Linked DNA regions of Rattus norvegicus: region 1 is linked to region 2. Evidence: chromatin contacts called from public Hi-C data. All regions are on one chromosome and are shown on one strand. The core of a region is the stretch at or near the end of the contact, and the rest is flanking DNA. Distances in the headings are between cores, read along the strand shown.

What was found. A called contact is a pair of places that touch in the nucleus more often than the background predicts.
Region 1: a contact with region 2 is called in a Hi-C map of frontal cortex, with 2.5 times the contacts expected there. The contact joins two enhancer-like sites. A contact is called at or near these places in 2 of 12 Hi-C or Micro-C datasets (frontal cortex and mammary epithelial cells) and 1 of 1 datasets of contacts at active chromatin or transcription factors (oligodendrocytes).

Annotation. Positions count from the first base shown.
Region 1 is chr11:29,863,158-29,866,733 of GRCr8, reverse strand. No RefSeq gene overlaps it. Among named protein-coding and RNA genes, the nearest start is that of Mir3588, 130 kb to the right of the region's middle. Within about 2 kb of position 1,978, at least 51 of the 93 cell types and tissues checked have an H3K27ac peak or open chromatin away from gene starts, as enhancers often do.
Region 2 is chr11:29,727,685-29,731,084 of GRCr8, reverse strand. It overlaps LOC103693508 (a long non-coding RNA gene), which reads right to left. Exons shown (of 9, transcript XR_010056223.1): 8 at 1-3,400. Among named protein-coding and RNA genes, the nearest start is that of Mir125b2, 3.2 kb to the left of the region's middle. Within about 2 kb of position 1,319, at least 37 of the 93 cell types and tissues checked have an H3K27ac peak or open chromatin away from gene starts, as enhancers often do.

The DNA of each region.
Region 1 (3,576 bases), core at 729-3,228, 130 kb before region 2:
AGAGACAGAGATGAGACAGACACAGAGATAGACACAAAGACAGAAACAAAGAGACAAGACAGACACAGAAAAAGAGTAAACTAGGAAGTAAGAGAAAAAGAGAAAAAGAGAAATTTCTGCTATGGGGTATTTTAGACTAAACCTTCCACTAATGTTAACAAATAACATTCTAAAAATTGCTTGAGGGCGAAAACTATGTCCTCATCATATGTCATGGAAGTTCATCGTTCCATGCATGGTAAGTGTAGAGGAAAGAAATGAGTCTGGGATGTGTGCAGTCGATCATCCTAAAGACAACAAAATCAAGAGGCAGCAGAGTTATAGCAGGAGCCATTTAAACAGCTCTCTTCTGGGAGGATGGGCCGACTCTGTCACCATTAGTTGGTACACGTGTCTAAACACTGGACTTCAGTATTCTCCCCTCTAGCTTCAGAGTAACTCCAAAGTTACAGCGAGAGGTAGATGATCCACGTACAAGACTTATCACAACGCCAGGACCTTTGTAAACACTCAGAAAAGAAGCTATTTCACGTCGGTGTAATAATCACTGCCTATGAAGAACAGTCTGCAGAGTGTGACCCAAGATCCTCCTGTGAGCATGAAAGACTTGAGCGTCATGAGGATTTAAGCCATCCCACCTCGTGTCTCCTCAACATGAAGTTGTTCTCGCTCAGATTTATTTATGTGCAAATGTTGGTGTCCAGACCACACTAACACATCTCTTGTCTGCCTCAGCGAGTCAGGATTCTATCTACGCAGAAACATATAAGGCCCCTTGCATCCGTTTTGATGCGGTCAGCCTTTGTTGTCGCTGAAGCTCTGGAAAGAGAGTAACTCGTGGAGCTGTGCCGGCCAACTTGGCAGCCTGTGCTTTCAGCCCACTTGGCTGTGCGCAATACTCTGTCTGAGTTTGGAAGATCCGTCTGCTTTTGTGTTTTGTGGAGAGGCTATGAGAAACGAAGTAATGGATTTGACTTATACAACAGCCTGGAAAAATAGGCCATGGCCTAAGCAAATAATGAGTGTTAAATGGCCTCCTTCCAGAGAGTTCCTGGCTGGAGACGGCAGGACAGGTTGAGGCGCCTTCTGATGGATTTTGCACTAATTGTCTTCTTCCTTCAAGGAAGTTCTGCTTTAAATGAAAGGCAGGAAGTGTGTGAGGGAGGCAAGGATCTTTGTATGCAGAGTATGGGCTCCTTTTAAAGGAAGCAAGGACATTATATAGATTTCGAGGTCCCCGGGGTTTAACAGTAAACCATGTAATTCTTCTGAGTGGCCACACAGGGGTTAACTGCAAGTGCTCCATATTCGAAGCTAGCCTAAAATCTTTTCCACGACACAAAGTCTCAAACGTCCTTACATTGTTCCTTGCATTTGGCTGTGTTTACCTGTGTAAATCCATTTGCCCACACAGGGACAGCCTGTTCCAGATTGCTTGTGTTTTACTCTGTTATTACTCTTTCAGAGCGGAAGCCTGAGGCATGTACCTGGGACGGAATTGCTCCATGTGTTATACTCGATCTCCCTCTACCTATGCGTTGCATTTTCACTACCTTTCCCAATAATGTCGTGTCTATTAAGCAGGCTTTCATGAGTTTTGTTGCTGTTTTTCAGCTGCTGTCGTTTATTTGCTCCCTCTCCCCTCCCCCCCCTCTCTCTCTCTGTGTGTGTGTGTGTGTGTGTGTGTGTGTGTGTGTAGAATTAGAGGAATAGAAGGTGGTGGAATATAAACCTGAAAAAAATGATTCAGCACCTATACCAAACTATACCAAAACCGTTCCCAGGGTTGGCACACAGTTTCCGGTTCCCTTAACTCTTTAAGCACCTGTGTTGATCGCGATGGCCACGGGCAAGATTCCTCTTCATTTCTGAATAATTATCTCAGAACCGTGTTGTGGCACTGTTCCTAGATGGAAGCCGTAATGATCCCAGCGCATTGCCTCCTTTTCTGTATTCTGTGACATTCTCCTCCAGCCTACTGTGTCTGGCAGCCCCACAATGAGGCCCCGTGTGTGTCGGTGAGATGGATGATGTGTGCAGTGTCTGCATCTCGGGACTGACGAGGAGCTCCTGCTGAATCTTACCTCGGGGTTGCTAGCTTCTGTGCTATTGAATTAGAAAGGCAAACCTCCCCCTTCTGAGAAATGTCTTATTTTTCTCTCACTACACAGTACCGTAATGGAAATAATAGCACGCATTAGAGATTTGATGGATCGCTCTCTCTACATACCCGAGTAAGGAGCTTTCTTGTTTATTTTTTTTCCTTTGTCTCATTGCTCTGTTATTGTTTTCTCAAAGCAAAACCAAAGCAGCCACTGGTACAGGTGGTGGTATTTTACATGGTATTGGTATATTTTGCTTTGTTTAATTAAGTGAAATTGTCTAAAATCATGGACAGAACATTTCTGAAATAAATATTAGAAGTAAAATATTTCTTTTTAATTACTGTTTATGAATATTTTCTTGTTTCTAAATTTGATCTAGCATTTTTTCTGTCATCCAATTTTTTCATATCTTTTCATATCCATTTAGGAGATTTTTATTTTTTGGGGGGGTAAGGAAGCCAGTTAACTTTGAAGAAGGATGCTTTTGTTTCTTTTGGATTATGCTGCAATGGGAGATAAATTCTGAGCAATGAACTAAAGTGTCACAGTGGGTAAAGATTTTTAGTAAAGATTGGTTAAGAATCTCAGTGTGCCACTTACCACACGGGGACATCTGATAGAGGTAGTATGACAGACGAGGAAAAAAGAAAGAGTGAACAATGATATTCTTCTGTTTTCTAGAACAGGCTCTGTGGACATGTAGCTGTCATCACTGAGGACGACACATAGAATGGGATCATTTTCATGCTTTGGTGGCAATGTCTTGCAGTTCCTGATAAATCGTAGGAGAAGACCATCATTGAACATCATCTTGTACTTGGCCTAGCAAATGATGCAGTCAAACTTGGAGGTGAAGAATAGGATTCCTGGCTAGCATAATTTTCAATGACAACCAAAGTATAACAAGAGAGATATCAAGGCAGAAGTCAGGATGTCGAAGTGAGCATTAGACATTATCCCACCTTCCCTACATGAAGGACTAGACTGGAAGTGGCTGGGGGAACTGATATTAGAACAAAAAGACTTATGAAACCACCTCATCTCCCACCAACTTCTGTGATGCAATGTTCTTCCTTACTTAGGACAATATGAATGAGCGATGCCTCATTCATTATTATATTATGATTATTATAGGAAGGGAGCATAACAATAAAATGACTCCGAATGTCATATTGCTACAGCATTTATCTCTACACCACTTAATCTCATCAGAGAATGTTTTCCTGGCAGAGATGATGATTCACATAGAAACCCACAACATGACCATGTGCAGAACGTGTAACAGACCTTGGAGCACTCCTTCCTTTAGGCTCAGGGATCTACACAGAAGATAAGTTGAGAAGCCTTTGGAAACCAGAAGCAATGGATGACAAGAAAACAATATCATCCACAAAAAGCTCCCCCTCCACACGTGTGTGTGTGTGTGTGTGTGTGTGTGTGTGTGTGCACGCGTGTGTGTACTTATAGTGTC
Region 2 (3,400 bases), core at 70-2,569:
ACCACCCCCATCACGGAGACCCATCTTCCTTAGGGAATACATCTGATGCTCCAAAGATGGAAATCAGTCAGATTTTAGTTGCTCTCCAACGTACCTTTGCTTCTCACTGACTGACTGGCTTTTACCCTCCACGCACTCACACGCCACCCCCTCCCCTCGGCTAGACACGGATGCCCGAGCGAGCACGCGCGCGCGCACAGGCATACAGACACGCGGAGAGTCGGGCTAGCATCTGATGCTGACTCAGAGCGCTTCTGTGTGCAAGGGGTGGCGGCGGCTGGTATTTTCACTGCGCTCATCATTAACATTAACGCACAGTCTGGCATCCACCCTCTCCCAGACCTGCTGGACTGCGGCATTTGCATGACGCTGTCACTGTAGCCTCTGCAGGTCAGATGATGGAAGGAAATGGGGAGAAAGAGAGAGAGGGAGAGAGCAAAGGAAAAAAAAAAGCCTCGAGATTCTCCTAGGAAATGCCTTCGTTTCGTTCTTATTTTTCCACCTTTGTACTTCCTCTGTGGCTGTTTCTCAGCTGTTTGACATCTTCCCGGAAGAAAATGTCTTGTGCTTCAACGAGCCAGTCGCCAGTTAGTGCTCCCCTCCCCTGCCGCTAATCCCCACCCTTTTCCTTGCTAATCAATAAGACAGATCTGCAAGAGCAGCGTGGAAACAGACTCAGGCACAGTCTCTCGGCCGGGTCCCCACCTAAGGAAGCAGCCAGGCAGGCTCACACACACGTGACACAGGAAAAAAAAAATACCAGCAGTTTCTTAACAGTCTCAGACTTTATTCTGCGGTTTCTCGGTTTCATTTTCTTTCCCTCTTTGACTGAAGGAAGGGCAAAAGAGAGAAGAGAGTCTATCTGTTTTTATGTGAAGACCCCACCCAGCATCAGACACCCATGCACCGGTAGGGCTGGGTGTGTAAAGACCAATCCTTTCTAGTCAAAAAAAAAAAACCTGGAATTTTAATCGAAGTTATAGCTTCATGTTTTTATTAGCTATGCTCTCATTTCGTAGGAATTAAAAGACAAGACTTGCCAAGATCTGACTCATCAATGTGATTTAAACTGTGTTGACAACTTGGTAGAATGAGATTGACTAACTGAATATTAGTACATTTTAATTTTAACGACTTTTAAAAATATTAATAAAGGACTGTTCGTGAATATGTACGCTGTAGAAGTGTTCTGGTTCTGCATATTAAGGACTAGACATGTAGTTCTAAGTAAAATGTGGATTCCTGTGCATCTGTACACTGTTACTAAAAGAGCTAAAACATTTGGCCATGGCTGTGCTGGTGTTTCACAACATACAAGGCACCGGTTCCTTTGTTCTTCAATAGCTCCCTGTGATGACAGTGTGGTAAACTGCTACCTTCCCTTTCTACACTAGCAGTATTTCTGAATTACTTGCCGGGCAGAACTAGCTATTGGTGACTGTACAGCATACAAAAAAAAAAAAAAAAAAAAAAAAAGGCATACAAAAGGGAAGCAAATATCACCATCCTCCAGCCAATGCTGGCTGGTGCTGCAAATATGTCAGTTTACTCTCACAGACAATCCCAGCATGCAACGCGGCACTGCAGGACCAACTAAGGTAGCAGTTTGGCAACAGATCTGTGGTAACAACAAACGCAAAGAACAACCAGCCATTCGCTGAGCTTCCAAAGAAAACATCCCACGATCCATAAAGAGATGCAAGTAAAAATCAGCTCGTACAGGCTTCTGATTTGAAAGAAAAAGGAAAAGGGAACTGGGGTGGGGTGGAATGGGTTGGGCTGGAGGGGGGGCAGCAGACCCCAAGCACAAAGACCGACTGAAAAAGAAAAGGAAAAAGAAGTGTCCACCAGTAGGAAACAGGATGTTGAGTGCATACTCTCAGGAGAAAGGAAAAAAAAAAAAGGCAGGAAGGGAAAGGATGGGAGAAGTCGAAGAAAAAAGAGATGAAATGGATACCCAGAGAAAGAAAGGCGGGAAGGAACAGAGCCATCGTGTTGTTAACCGTCACAGAGAATATGAAGTATGATTTCTGAGTCTGGAGATCGTGAATGACTCAAGCTCAGAATCGGATGAGACGTTGAAATAAAGACAGACACCCACAGGTTCGTGTAGCACACTTATTTGCCAGTGGTAGCAAGAAGCCTGCAGAATCTGTCCCGTCTTATGCCTTAGCTGATTGCCTCTCTCTCCTTGATCAACTTTATTTTGATTTTTTAACTCTCTTGCATCTGTGCATTCTTGATGCTGCCTTTGTTCCCCCAAATAGTTACCCACAACACTCTTGGTGAATTAGTGTCATGACTTTGCTATGGCTACCAGATCTAAAGGCTCAACTACTTTAATAAATGAACTGTGCTTACAGCAACTGACCACTGATATCCAACTCTGTAGACCTTGCACACAAACATCCACTTGTAGCTGTTGGGACATGATAGAGCGAAGTCCCATTCAACTTTTCCCCTTAATCTATGGCATTTCTTTCTTTACATCTAGACAAGCATACAGGGCTTGACTCCACAGAAAGCACAAACATATGAACTAAGGAGTTGAGAAGATCAAAGCAATAAGCATTGGAAGGAAAATAATTATTACTGAATGATTATGGGTTACAATGTTTCTATTCAGACATGGGTTAGCCAGTTCCAAGTGGCCAGCCTCTGTCAGGACCTCTCTTAGGGCCAATAGGAAGGCACGTTTGGCTACATCAACATTTATGTGTGAAAGAAACTGTTAAAATCCAACAGTGTGGTAACTAACATCATAGATCCAAGCTTGAGGTCCTTACTACCTTTCAGCTTCTAAGCAACTAATCCCTAGATCAGGATTTATGCAGCAACCACAGGAAAAGTATTTATATCGAAAAACTTTGACTTCGTGTCTGCGTTTAATTTGAAACATGGATCGCATGTACAATCGTGGAGTATCAATTATTTTCAAATATTATTGGAGATTTATTTTCTAACTTTTTAAAAAGTCAAAACTACTCTGATTCTATGATAAATTATTTATCAAATTAAAGGAAGTAGGGCTTTGAAATAATATAGTCTGCCTACTCTTTTCCTACAGGACAAAAATGTCTTATTTCTTCTAAAGGGTATGCAAAATTAGTGTTGTGAGAATCATACTAATTTAATGTATGAGGTTTGTAATAAGGCAGACAGATGACATTAAAATGATGCCTAATTTATATTTTGATCTAAACAATCATGGATGTATAGACACACTATATTATACACCTGCTGAATGTGTTTTGGCCATATTTACTTGTATTCTGAAATCAGCTACAACCAGGAATCTGTAATATGAATTAAAATCAAACAGAAGTCCGAGTTCATTGTCTCTGCTCCTGGGTCTACATCTCCGATGGATAGTATATGTGACTAGGAATCTACCATTTTG